2 separate regions of the Ovis aries genome follow, and region 1 is linked to region 2. Evidence: chromatin contacts called from public Hi-C data. All regions are on one chromosome and are shown on one strand. Each heading gives the region's core, a stretch centred on a gene start, on an enhancer-like site or on the middle of the called end of the contact. The rest is flanking DNA. Distances are from core to core; before and after follow the strand shown. Region 1 has its middle 140 kb from the start of PLEKHG7. Region 2 has its middle 5.8 kb from the start of TRNAW-CCA.

Region 1 (5,292 bases), core at 2,423-4,922, 1.2 Mb before region 2:
GGAATCAGTATGGATGTTGTGGGAACCCAGGCTGAAACTACGTGGCATTAGGTTCATTGCTCATTTATTTCAGTAAACAGGTAGTGAGCATGTTATTTTCTGGTGCTGTAGTGAGCAGTAAGAAAACCCAAACACGCTGATAATTGGTGTGTTCTGAGGGCTAAAAAGTCAATGCTAAGAAGTTGCTGCAGTCATGATTCGCCGTATTCTAATTTTGGCTGCCCTGCATTTGAACCTTATCCTATGCAGGAATTCTTTACCTTTTAAGTCTTGCTGGGCTGGAGGCCATCTCTCATGTGAGAAGCTGAAAATGCCAGATATCCACTTTCCCAGCTCCCCTGCAGGCAGCCTTGGAGAGCTGTCCCGCATTTTAAGCTGGGAAATTGTTACCAAGGAGCAGGAGAGGGAAGAAGTGTTTTGCTGATGAACGCTGGGTGCTGTCTGGGGCCTTGGTTTCTAGCCACAGAGATCTAGAATTTGGATCTTCAGGCTTCCTAGTGGTGCAGGAAACTACCGAGCCTCCTTTGAATACATTCCTTTCCTGCTTAAATCAGCCAGTTAGTTTCTTTTGTGGGTGGGTGGTTGGACAGCATCACCAACTCGATGGACATGAATTTGAGCAAACTCCGGGAGAAAGTAAAGGACAGGGAAGCCTGGCATGCTGCAGTCCATGGGGTCGCAGAGTCAGGCATGACTAAGCAACTGAACAACAGCTGCTGAGAAGACAAAGATAAATCAGACAACGATGCTGTGTTCTTAGGAGGGAGTGCCGCCACGTAGGCCGGAGCTGCCGCAGAAGCTCAGAGTAGGAAGTAATGATAGTCCATATTGGGCTCGATTTGTAGGGGAGATTAAAAGCCAAGGAGACTAGTGTGACACAGTAAAATAAATAAGCAAATAATTGAAGGGCGAAATTCGTGGACATTTTGTTACAAGTGATGTGGAACTGAGTCCCAGGATGCAGGAGATCAGCTTGACCTTGGAAGGCAAATGCCGGAAACGGGTTGTGGTGGGACAGTGACTAGAGACTGCTGGTTTCCTAGCCAGCCTTCCAGGGAAGCACTGTCTGTGGGCTCAGACTTCTCCCTGATTGTCTGTGAAAGCAGAGGATGAAGAGCTGTTCACGACAGATTTGTGGCCCAGTTTTCTATAACTTCCCAAAGATTGTGCTATTTCTTCCACTGTATGTTTGAAATCCGATGGTTTCCAGAGTACAGTGCAGCCTCTTGTGGTCTGTGCTATCTTGTGTATATTAAGTAGAATTTTATTTTAGGGAAGTTGGGGTGGGGCATACGTTTAATGCTCTGATTCCCTTTTCTTACATAACTGTCATTCATTGAGCACCTCTTCCATGCCAGACTCTTTGCCACATGTTATCTTTAATCTTTAGAACGATGCTCTAAGCAGGTATTTTGAGGTTAGTTTTACAGAAGAGGCCTAAGGACTTGGCCAAGATCACAGAGCTGGGCCAAGATCACAGAGCTGGTCCAAGATGACAAAAATGTGAATCCAAGCGACTCTGGCTCCAATCTTACCTGCTTTCCATGACACACACCATGATTTCTGCCTGCCAGATATCCTAAATCAAGGATTATGTGTCCTACCCTAGGAATAAAATATCCATTTATCCATCTTAAGTTCATAGCTCATACCTGGCAGGTGTGCCTGAGATACATATTAAGCATCCTTAAGGGGTTGATTAAGATCAGCTACATAATCTAGAAAGATCAGTGGTGAATAAGTCTTTCTGATTAAAAAAAAAAAAGCACTGATGGTTAAGATATTATATTGTAAGACCTCTTCCAGGCCTGATTTCTCTAAATACTAATTAGCTTGGTTGATGGGATAATGCTGTTGTTGCTACAGGGGCCGGGGCTGGATGGTGGGGTCGGAGGTGGTGGAAGGGGAGCTGGTGCTGTTCAGAGGCCAAAGGCACAGAAATTGACCTATAAACTCAGATTTGCCAAGCCCTCACCACTGTGCCTGCGCTTTCCTTGTGGCTCAGCTGGTAAAGAATCCACCTGCAATGTGGGAGACTTGGCTTCAATCCCTGGGTTGGGAAGATCCCCTGGAGAAAGGAATGGCTACCGTCTCCAGGATTCTGGCCTGGAGAACATGGGGTCACAAAGAGTCAGACACAACTGAGTGACTTTCACCACTGTGCCTAGGGGGAATATGGACCACCTAGCGTGAGTAGACTATTAGTATTAGTGGTAATAATAATAATTAACATCTTTTGAAGACTATGTGTTTGTACTGTATAATGAATGCATTATCCATCTTTAGTCCTCTGCACAAACCTGGGAGGTTCTACTTTATAAATGAGAAACAGACTCACAGAGCTTCACCAACTACATGACACAGACAACCAATGAACTCCTTGGAGGTTCAGATCCATACCTTTGTGTCTCCAAAGCTGGAATCTAAGGGATCATGTGGTGTTAACTGTAGATGAGTGGTTCCAAGTACACTTATGAAGAATTACTTTAAAGTCATTACCTGTTTATTCAGCAACTACTTACCACTGCTTATTTTAGGATGAGCAATAGACTCCTAAACAAAAGAGGCATGGCCTCTGCCATCATGGTGAGGGAGGAAAAAAAATCAAGTAATTACACAAACGAGCGTCTAAGAACAAACTATGCTGTGTGCTATGACGGAAAGGCATAGAAAGATGGATGAGTACATCACAAGGGGACCTAACCTAATTTATCAGATCAGGAAAATCTGTTTGGAAGCAATGGTGACTGAGTAAATACCAGGAGGATGACTGTAGTTAACTGGGAGGAAGGGGAGGGACCTGGGAGAAGAAAATTCCTGGCAGAATGAAGGGCATGTGCAAAGGCCTGAAACAGAAGGAAAGAACTTTTAGTCTGTGGTCAGTAGACGCTGCTGGCCTGGGGGATAAATTTAGGTTATAGATGTTTGTTTTGGCTCACAGACTCTTCTGGAAAATTTTAAGCCTTCAAGAGGAAATGTTGCATAAATATTCTGACTTCAAGCTCCTTTCAGAAAAGCATAAGGTCTGACAACCCTCGGCCCTCAGGGCTTCATGGCACCAGTGACAAGCGCTGAGTGTGTGACCAGTTTAGGTGGGGCGTACACTGTCCATTTCACCAGTCTCTTCTGCTCATTCTTGTCTCCCCAATGCTGAAGCAAGCTTCAGTTACCATCTGTCATCATATTTGCACTGTTGCAGTTCTTATACTGGAGAATTCTTTCTTTGTATCCCTGTCTCAATAATAAATGAAAGTTAGACCAAGAGAACCATGTGCTTTCCCTCAAACTCAGCATGTACCGTATTTCTTGGTAAATGTGGGCACTTAAGTCCCCCTTCCACTCCTATTTTGGTGGAAACAGAATAAAGGCTAGTAGTACGTACCACGTTAATGGCCTAAAATATGTCGACTTTCTCCTCAACTGCAAATGCTTAGTGAGACTAAGACATGCCTTAGACACTGTGAACTCCCCACCATAATAGGCATGGAGAGCTGAATATAAATTGATTTTTAGTCACAGATATAAAAAATGCTGGTCTACATTTCTAAATGTAGGACAGTACCTGTTTTTAATTGCTACTCAATTTATTAAGCATGATAGATCATAAGATAGCCCTTGTCCCAGAAATATATGTTACTCGTTCCTTCCTTGGTCAGATAAATTTAACTTGGCATCTCCAAACCACTGCTCCTTAGCCAGACAGCACAAATTAATTCTGAACTTTTCTTAAACATTTATAAACATGTCAAGTAATGCAGACATCTCTGGTATGGTTTAAGAGTCCTGGGCTGTGATACAAGAAACCACTTTACTTTATACAATTAACACATTCCCACAGTCAGAGTGTAAATCACACCACACATTCAGAACACTAGAGAAACTCACTGAGGGAACTTGTGATGAATCATTTTGTAAAGCAGAGAATTTGAATGTAATACCCAACATCCCTCATTAATAATTTTTTGCAAGAGCAAAGGATTTAATAAAGTACATATGCATCATACATGTGATATGATGCCTCAATGTCAGTTTCCTTATTTGTAACTAAAATTAGTTGATTTTGGTGTTTGCCTTGACATCCATTCTTTCCCCATGTTGTCAGTGTGACTAAGCCCTGTTACAAGTCAAATCTTCAGCTCAGACTCAACCAGCAGAGGGTACTGTTTGAGCGTTTAAGTGGACTTCCCATCTTTGTCTTACCCATCCAAAGAAACAATTTCTGAATAATAGTCAGGGACAATATTCAATAGGCAAGTTCTGGCACGATAATAGACAGCAACGATCATGTTGCAGCATCGTTTTGCAGGAAATTACCTTTGTTCTCTGCTGCTCACAAAGGACATATGCAAAATGGACCTGTGGTTCCTGGTGGTAAATGTCTATGAAAGGTAGATGAAGAAGGTTCATAGTTACAGAGTAGAATCTCCTTCTAAATTTACCAAGTACTTATATCCCTTTTAGGTTTAGGGTTCTGAATCAAGATATCAGCCCCATGTGTTCTCAGCTTACTGGTGAATGATAATGAATAATTCCTGCAGTAGCAAATGACATAATAAAATAATCAGGCAGCCTGTGCGCATTGTAAATCAATGAGCACAGATGTCTCCAAATGGAGGGGATATTTGAAGATACTTGACATCTTGCTGAGTTCGGAACACTTGAGGGTGGGTTAGCGCCTATTTATTAAAATAAAGTGATCATCTTCCCACTCTAAAATCAAGCTCAGCATTAAATATAATTAAAAATATTGTAGAAGACTTTATCCCTTAATATTCACAGAACTTTGATCAACTTTTGTATAGTAGTGGATCACACATTTCTTAGTAAAATTTCTATGTTTGTATTTTTACATTAATAATTTAAACATTTTTATTGAAACAAAAACCACACATGATAACAACAACAAAAAAGATAAAAACCCTTGCACTAAAAAGCAGTAGTTCTCTGCCTACTCTTTCTTGTTTTCAGTCTTTTCTCAGATGCAACTTTTACCTTTTATAACGGGTTCTTTTGGTTATTTACCTCCATATCTTTAAGCAATATCCGTATACTGCTAAATCTTGGGTTATTAGTTTCGGGTATTATGTATTGTCTTTCTGTGCTGATTCATGAGAATGTAACTTGATTAAGTCATTCAATACCTAGTTTACGCATATCTCGACTTTAGATCTTTATTGGTTACCTATGCGCTTCTAGACACAATACTTACTCCTTTTGCAACTTTAAGTGAGACGCTTATTCTTTTAACAAGAGACAGTGTATTTTGTGTCCCTGTCTTTTCAGTTCTTCTCT
Region 2 (6,064 bases), core at 220-2,719:
TAAAGGGGTTCACTCAGTTATTTTGGGATATTTATAATCTACAAAATTTTTTAAATTTCTTAAGAAGACATAACCTTTAGGTAACAAAGACAAAACCCCAGGATACTTGGGATGGAACTGAGGATGTTGGAAATAAACAGAGGTTTTCCAGGTGCTCTAAAAGATAATTTTGAGTAATTCTGGTGGTAGACCAGAGCAATGGGTAGCATAGAACCCAAAGCTAGCTGTATAAGAATGATAGATACACATTGTGACAAATATGTGTTAAAATTAGTGGCAATCCAGTCCACAAAGCTAAATAAATTTTACTGGATAAAGCAAGCACAACTAGAGAGTCCAAAGAATGGAGCTTGATTAAGTATTCTGAAGATTGGTCTGGAAGGCCTGTGGGCTTACGGACAGGTTGTTGTTATTTAGTCACTAAGTCAAGTCCTACGACCCCCACTGACTGTAGCCTGCCAGGTTACATCTCCAATAATATTTGGAGGTTAGTTTTGGATACAGGTATTACTTTCCCTTAGAAGGGAATCTGAGGCTCTGAGTCTGTACAGACAGGATAGGTATGCATAAGACAATTGCTGTCTCCATCGTATCAAATACTCAGGGAGTCGGCTTTCTTCACTGATTTGATTTTACACAACCTGAAGATTACATGATCAGTCAGAAGTAGGATTTAGATGCTTTGATATTTGCCAAATAGAGGGACCATATAATTTGTAGTTCATACTGGAACACTTTTGAGGATGAATGGAATGACATTAATAAGTACACTGCAACAAGACATATAAACCAGAACCATTCTGCGAAATCTGGGATGTATAGTTACCCTACCCTTTAGAACCATGATTCTCATTCTCCAATAGGATATACTGACTTATTTGCTCTATAAAGACCTAAAATTGTACTTTGCAATGGATTACCTGTGGTTTCATGGGGCACTGTTGAGAAGCTTCTCAGGCTGCTTCTGGGCCTCACAGAAAAGGATGCTCAGATCCACCGGTAACCAAGATGCATCCTGCTAACCATGTAGCCTCCCCTGTGATTCTCTGGACTTCAGAGTCGTTACCTACTGCTTCCAGTTCTTAGAGGAGGAAATGGCAACCCATTCCAGTATTCTTGCCTGGAAAATCCAATGGACAGAGGACACTGGCGGGCTACTTACAGTCCATGGGGTTGCACAGAGTTGAACATGACCAAGTGACTGAGGACACACACACACACACACACACACACACACACTTCCCGTTCTAGCTGTGCTTCTTAGTATCCAGATTCTTTGTCTACCCATAATGTCATAATTGTGGACTTCTCTGTTGAGTTGCTTACATGATTTTGTAGCAGCAATTCTACTAATTGCAGAGAAGGAACTTGGTTAACTGCAGAATGGCTAGGGCTTTGGTCTTGGCGACCAGGCAGTGCACAGCCACGGTTTCTTGTCTTTTACATCCTTTAACCTTCACCTCCTGGTGTCCCAACCATGACCAGTTTCTCCCTGACAGCTATAACTGACTAAATCCTAAGAACTTATGTAACAATTAATCTCAAAATCTAACTTCCAAGTCAGTGCTCCCTCTAGAGCCTGTGGTTCTGTTTCCAAAAATGAACAATAAAACATAAGTGCTACAGGTAATTCTGAAAAGAGGAGAACTTGAAAATAAAAACTACCGAGAAGAATACCTCAAATATCAATTTTGTTCTGGCATAGAAGAGAGAGCCTGAATGATCACCAAATCCCTCAACTTAGTGTTTGTAAACCTGTTGAAATGTTTATTAAATAGAGATTAAGACAATGAAAAATCCTTGTGAATGTTTTGAAGAATAGCACAAAAATGAAAATGACTTGCTTTATTAATGCTAAATGATAAACACCTAACTCCTTTATAGGACTGCACTGAAGATCAGATGAAGTAACCAGTAATATCGTTAGAAGATATGAAGTATGGTTTCTGTATGATTTAAATCTCAGGTATGCAAGAAATGACTTTTGTGTTATTTTTCTTAAATTAACCCACTTTTAACTCCAAGACCCAATTCCAACATAATGTCAAGGATTTTTGTAGCCTTCTCAAAGTAGTATCAGAGACTGGGGAAGCTTAAATTTCCCTGAAAACAGGGAAGAGATTGTCACATCCTAGGTAACATGGTCCATTTTGATTTTTCTTACTACCCAAGAGATCCCCGTGAGGTCTGGTGTCTCTCACACACTGTCTAATCTTCTCCGGTGGGGCTCTCTAAAGAGGTGGGACCCAGGGTGTAGTCACATTCCCTGTATCCACCTTACTCTTGGGGGCTTCCAGTATCTAGTGTTGAACTCTGGAGTCATCCTGCCTCTCCAACATTCCTCCAGGGACCAGGGCTCTGGTTTCACTGCCCTGAGGCCCATCGTCAATAAGAGTCTCTTCTTAATTATTGGAATAGGCCTGGGAACCAAAGCCAGAGAGGCTTTCCACCTTCTGCTTCTTGCCTTACCACACTCCTCTCTGAAGGGACAAACCTGAGCCACAGAATCTGTTACTCCTTAGAATGGAAGGCAGAGGTGCAAAACAGAAGGGAAACAAGGGAGGGAAATAACATTTTTAAAGCACATTTTATGCAGACGTTCATATAAGGCTTCATATTGATAATACGTTGAGGAAAGAAAGCAGCTTTACTTTCTGTGAGGGGTACTTTCGGCCTGTAAGAAGAGGAGGGAAAAGGCATTTACTCTGTGCGTTTGACCCCAGCGTCAGAGTTGCCGTGGCAGACAGGAGAGGATTTTTTGCTTTCCTTCTTTTCTCTTCTCCTCTTACAGAGCACCCCGACACTGGGACAGCTGTCAGGGCTGGGGCTTGAGCAACTCAGCAGCTGATAGGCACAGGGGGACGAGGCACAGACTGCTCGCCAGCCTCTTCCACTGCAACCACCCACTCGAAACTACATGATGGACACTCCCTCTTGGGTAGTGTAACTACACAGTTGGGGCTGAATTTCTTTAACAGGCTCTGAGCCTGTTAAAACCAAGACTATAGACCTCACAAAAGTACTGCAAGGGAACGGTACTTTCTAGACACCGAATGCTAAAACCTACATATACACAGCTCTCTGGGGATTTCGTTGTTCAGGAACGTAATTTCTAGGTTGATCTTCACCCATAGGAAACTATTTTAAAGTGACTGCAAAAATGGTATATTACCTCTCTAGTTTTTGCTTTATTTGTTAGGAGAAGAAGATATGCCTCTCTGTAAACCTCCTTTCTCCCATCCAGGTTTTATGGCAAAAGATTTATTTAGGCTCCTAAACGCAGTTGGAACCAACAATTAGCAAATGCAATATTTTAAAACTATGCATTTCTTTAAACAGGTAACTTTTAAAGAAATATTGCTCTCTGATTACACCTAATCACATAATAAAAGTGTAATTCCATTTTACTGTGATGTTTGATTTATTTAGGTCTTTTGTGTCACACCAAGAATAAAGGTTAAGGCTTCATTCAGTAATCATTTATCAGAAAAGCTATACTGAAGACAAAAATGCATTGCACCTGTGGTTTCTTGGAAAGAGAACAAATGCACAAATAATGTGTTTGCAATCTGTGTTTCCTTGTCAACAATGTTCTGGGCTTAGTAAACTGTACAGGTTTTCTATTCAAGAAGTTAAAGCGTGCATCCTTGTGTATTTCCTACAGCTTGGAGCCTATGGAGCATCACGCTATCTTTGAATTATCTGCTCAATAAAGCCAGTTTAGAACCTTGAAATGGCTTATGGGTTCCTATATGTTATGTAACATTTCCAGTGGTTACTGTAGCAACACTTTGTCCTGTACATTTCAGTTCCATGTGAAGTAATCTGTATTGCTACAGGATACATGTCCCATGCTGATGACCATAAACCATCCTTAAGGGTTTCAAACACTAACTCCCCACTCCCTTTTGTCCGACCTGAAAGGCACTTACGAAGCCTATTTTTTCCTTTCATTTAAGATTAAACAGAGGAGACACGAAAGAGGTTCGTCAGCTGTGCAACAGCGACCCCTAGAGGCGAAATGCCTTGCCAGTGGCCAAAACCTCGCAAAGATCAGAGCTTCTGCCTCAAATCGAGTCTTGCTTTATTGTGTTTATCCCAAGAGCTATCACAGTATTAATCCAGAACTGCCTTTATTTTGTGAACAAGAGGTATTTTTGCTGCCTAGAAACCGAAGTCCAAAGTTTCGAGAGCTTTACTACCTACTGTCCATGGCATATAAATTTTTATCTTCTCTTTGTGCGATCTAAAGGTATCATGAATGAATTACTTTCTATTTATCAGAAAATCAGCGTAATGACACGTTTGTGCATAGTCAGAACACAACGCCTTTGATTCGCTTTTTCCTTGGGCAGAAAAAAAGCTTGGAAAATAATGTAAAATATCAGAAAAAAAGAAAGGGGGAAAAAAAAAAAAAAGAATCCTAGTACTCTTGCTGTTCTGGGTTTGCAAATGTGTGTAGCTCTTGCTCCGGGATGATTCATCTCCTGAAAGCCTGAGCGCTCCATTTGTTTTGTAGATTTCACTACCCTCTTTGTTCTGCTTCAAACCTTTCAGAGAGCTGCAATGCATTATTACCTTGTTAAATCTCAACCAAAATCATTTCTGCAGCCTGAAGCTGTTTTGACGTGGGTTGAGCATCTCACACACAAAAGAATTGCTTTTGTTCCCAGAAGCTCTCATTGGCTGAGTGGCCTTTTCACCGAGCCAATCAGAAGCTAGTTGTTAGGCTTGACTGGCTATTTTTAGCCTCACTCTCAAAAATACTTGGTCTCGGAGAGGGTAGGCTGCAGAATGAAAGTAGCATAGTTAAAGCTAACAGCTAAGTACATTTTGCCTGTCGCAACGTGTTTGGCATTTTTCCTTTAATTACTCATACGCTGTTACATTAGCATGTGTTTTGGTAAACAATAAATTTAGGAATAGAACTGCATTTTCTAGTTCCAAATTATCCTTTTAGTAAAGAGGCAGGAAGTCAAAGAAATAGTCACTATTCCTTTTTTTTTTTTAATCCAAAAGCATCTATTTCACAAATACACAAAAATGCCAGTTATCATACACAGAACACTAACGCTTTTTTTTCCTTTGAAGAATTTCTATAAATTATCATTTCGAGTTAATAGAAAATTTAAAGGGCTTGCTCATCATGAGTTTAAAAAGGCATAAAGTCATCCTTTTCCTTTGACCTTTAGAGATGTATATAATTGTCCGAACGAGTATGCACATGGTGTGTAGCAATTAAAATCATAAATATTCAGTGTGTTTTATGCGTGGCAATTAAGCGTTCTTTTGATCGTGTTCTTTCATTTGAGCCATTATTCAGTAGGCACAAGAGTATTTTTTTCCCAAATGCACTTGAAGTGATGAAGCATTAGAACGCAGATCTTCCCGACCCAGAAATTGAACTGGGGTCTCCTGCATTGCAGGCAGATTCTTTACCAACTGACCTATCAGGGAAGCCCACATAAGTTGTTAATTATGTAATATTATCAGGAAATGAAAATTGTCAAATGAGAAAATTCAGGTCTGAAACCGGTTTTCCATCAGCCATCTATCTAACTAGGCAAGAAGGAAGCAGAGCTAGACTGAACCAAAATTTCATAGCATAAAGTAATTTTATTAACAGGAAAGGAGACTTCCTGAGGGGAGAGGGAGAGCAAATCTATGTCTAATTCTTAAAAATATGCTGAGGTTTTAGATTTCCCAATATTTATTACTCAGGCTTGGACTGTGAACTCATTTGCTGTTGCTTGCTTGTTTTAAGAAAATCCCCTTTTACTTCTGGTTGCTAGAAATCAGAATGCCATTAAGACGTATGATAACAGGGAATCTGTAATATGAGTATATTTATCTGGAAAACTGGAAGACTTCAAGAAGGAGCAAAGATTTAAGATCCAACCCTGGGATTGCATAAGTGGTTTGTGATGGTCTTCTATGAGCAAGGATGGCCAAGTACACAGCAGGTATAGGCCAAGAGATGCAAAAAAAAAAAAAATCTACCATAATGAATGGAACACAAGGAAGTTTCAAAAGTAAACTTTCCTTACTTTAAGGGGTACAGAAT

The links. Hi-C and Micro-C count contacts between places; a contact is called where the count stands out from the background.
Region 1: a contact with region 2 is called in a Hi-C map of skin fibroblasts, with 2.1 times the contacts expected there. The contact joins two enhancer-like sites. A contact is called at or near these places in 6 of 16 Hi-C or Micro-C datasets (hypothalamus, liver, mesenteric adipose tissue and 3 more).

What each region holds. Positions count from the first base shown.
Region 1 is chr3:128,939,606-128,944,897 of ARS-UI_Ramb_v3.0, reverse strand. No RefSeq gene overlaps it. Among named protein-coding and RNA genes, the nearest start is that of PLEKHG7, 140 kb to the left of the region's middle. Within about 2 kb of position 3,672, at least 16 of the 54 cell types and tissues checked have an H3K27ac peak or open chromatin away from gene starts, as enhancers often do.
Region 2 is chr3:127,767,331-127,773,394 of ARS-UI_Ramb_v3.0, reverse strand. No RefSeq gene overlaps it. Among named protein-coding and RNA genes, the nearest start is that of TRNAW-CCA, 5.8 kb to the left of the region's middle. Within about 2 kb of position 1,469, at least 4 of the 54 cell types and tissues checked have an H3K27ac peak or open chromatin away from gene starts, as enhancers often do.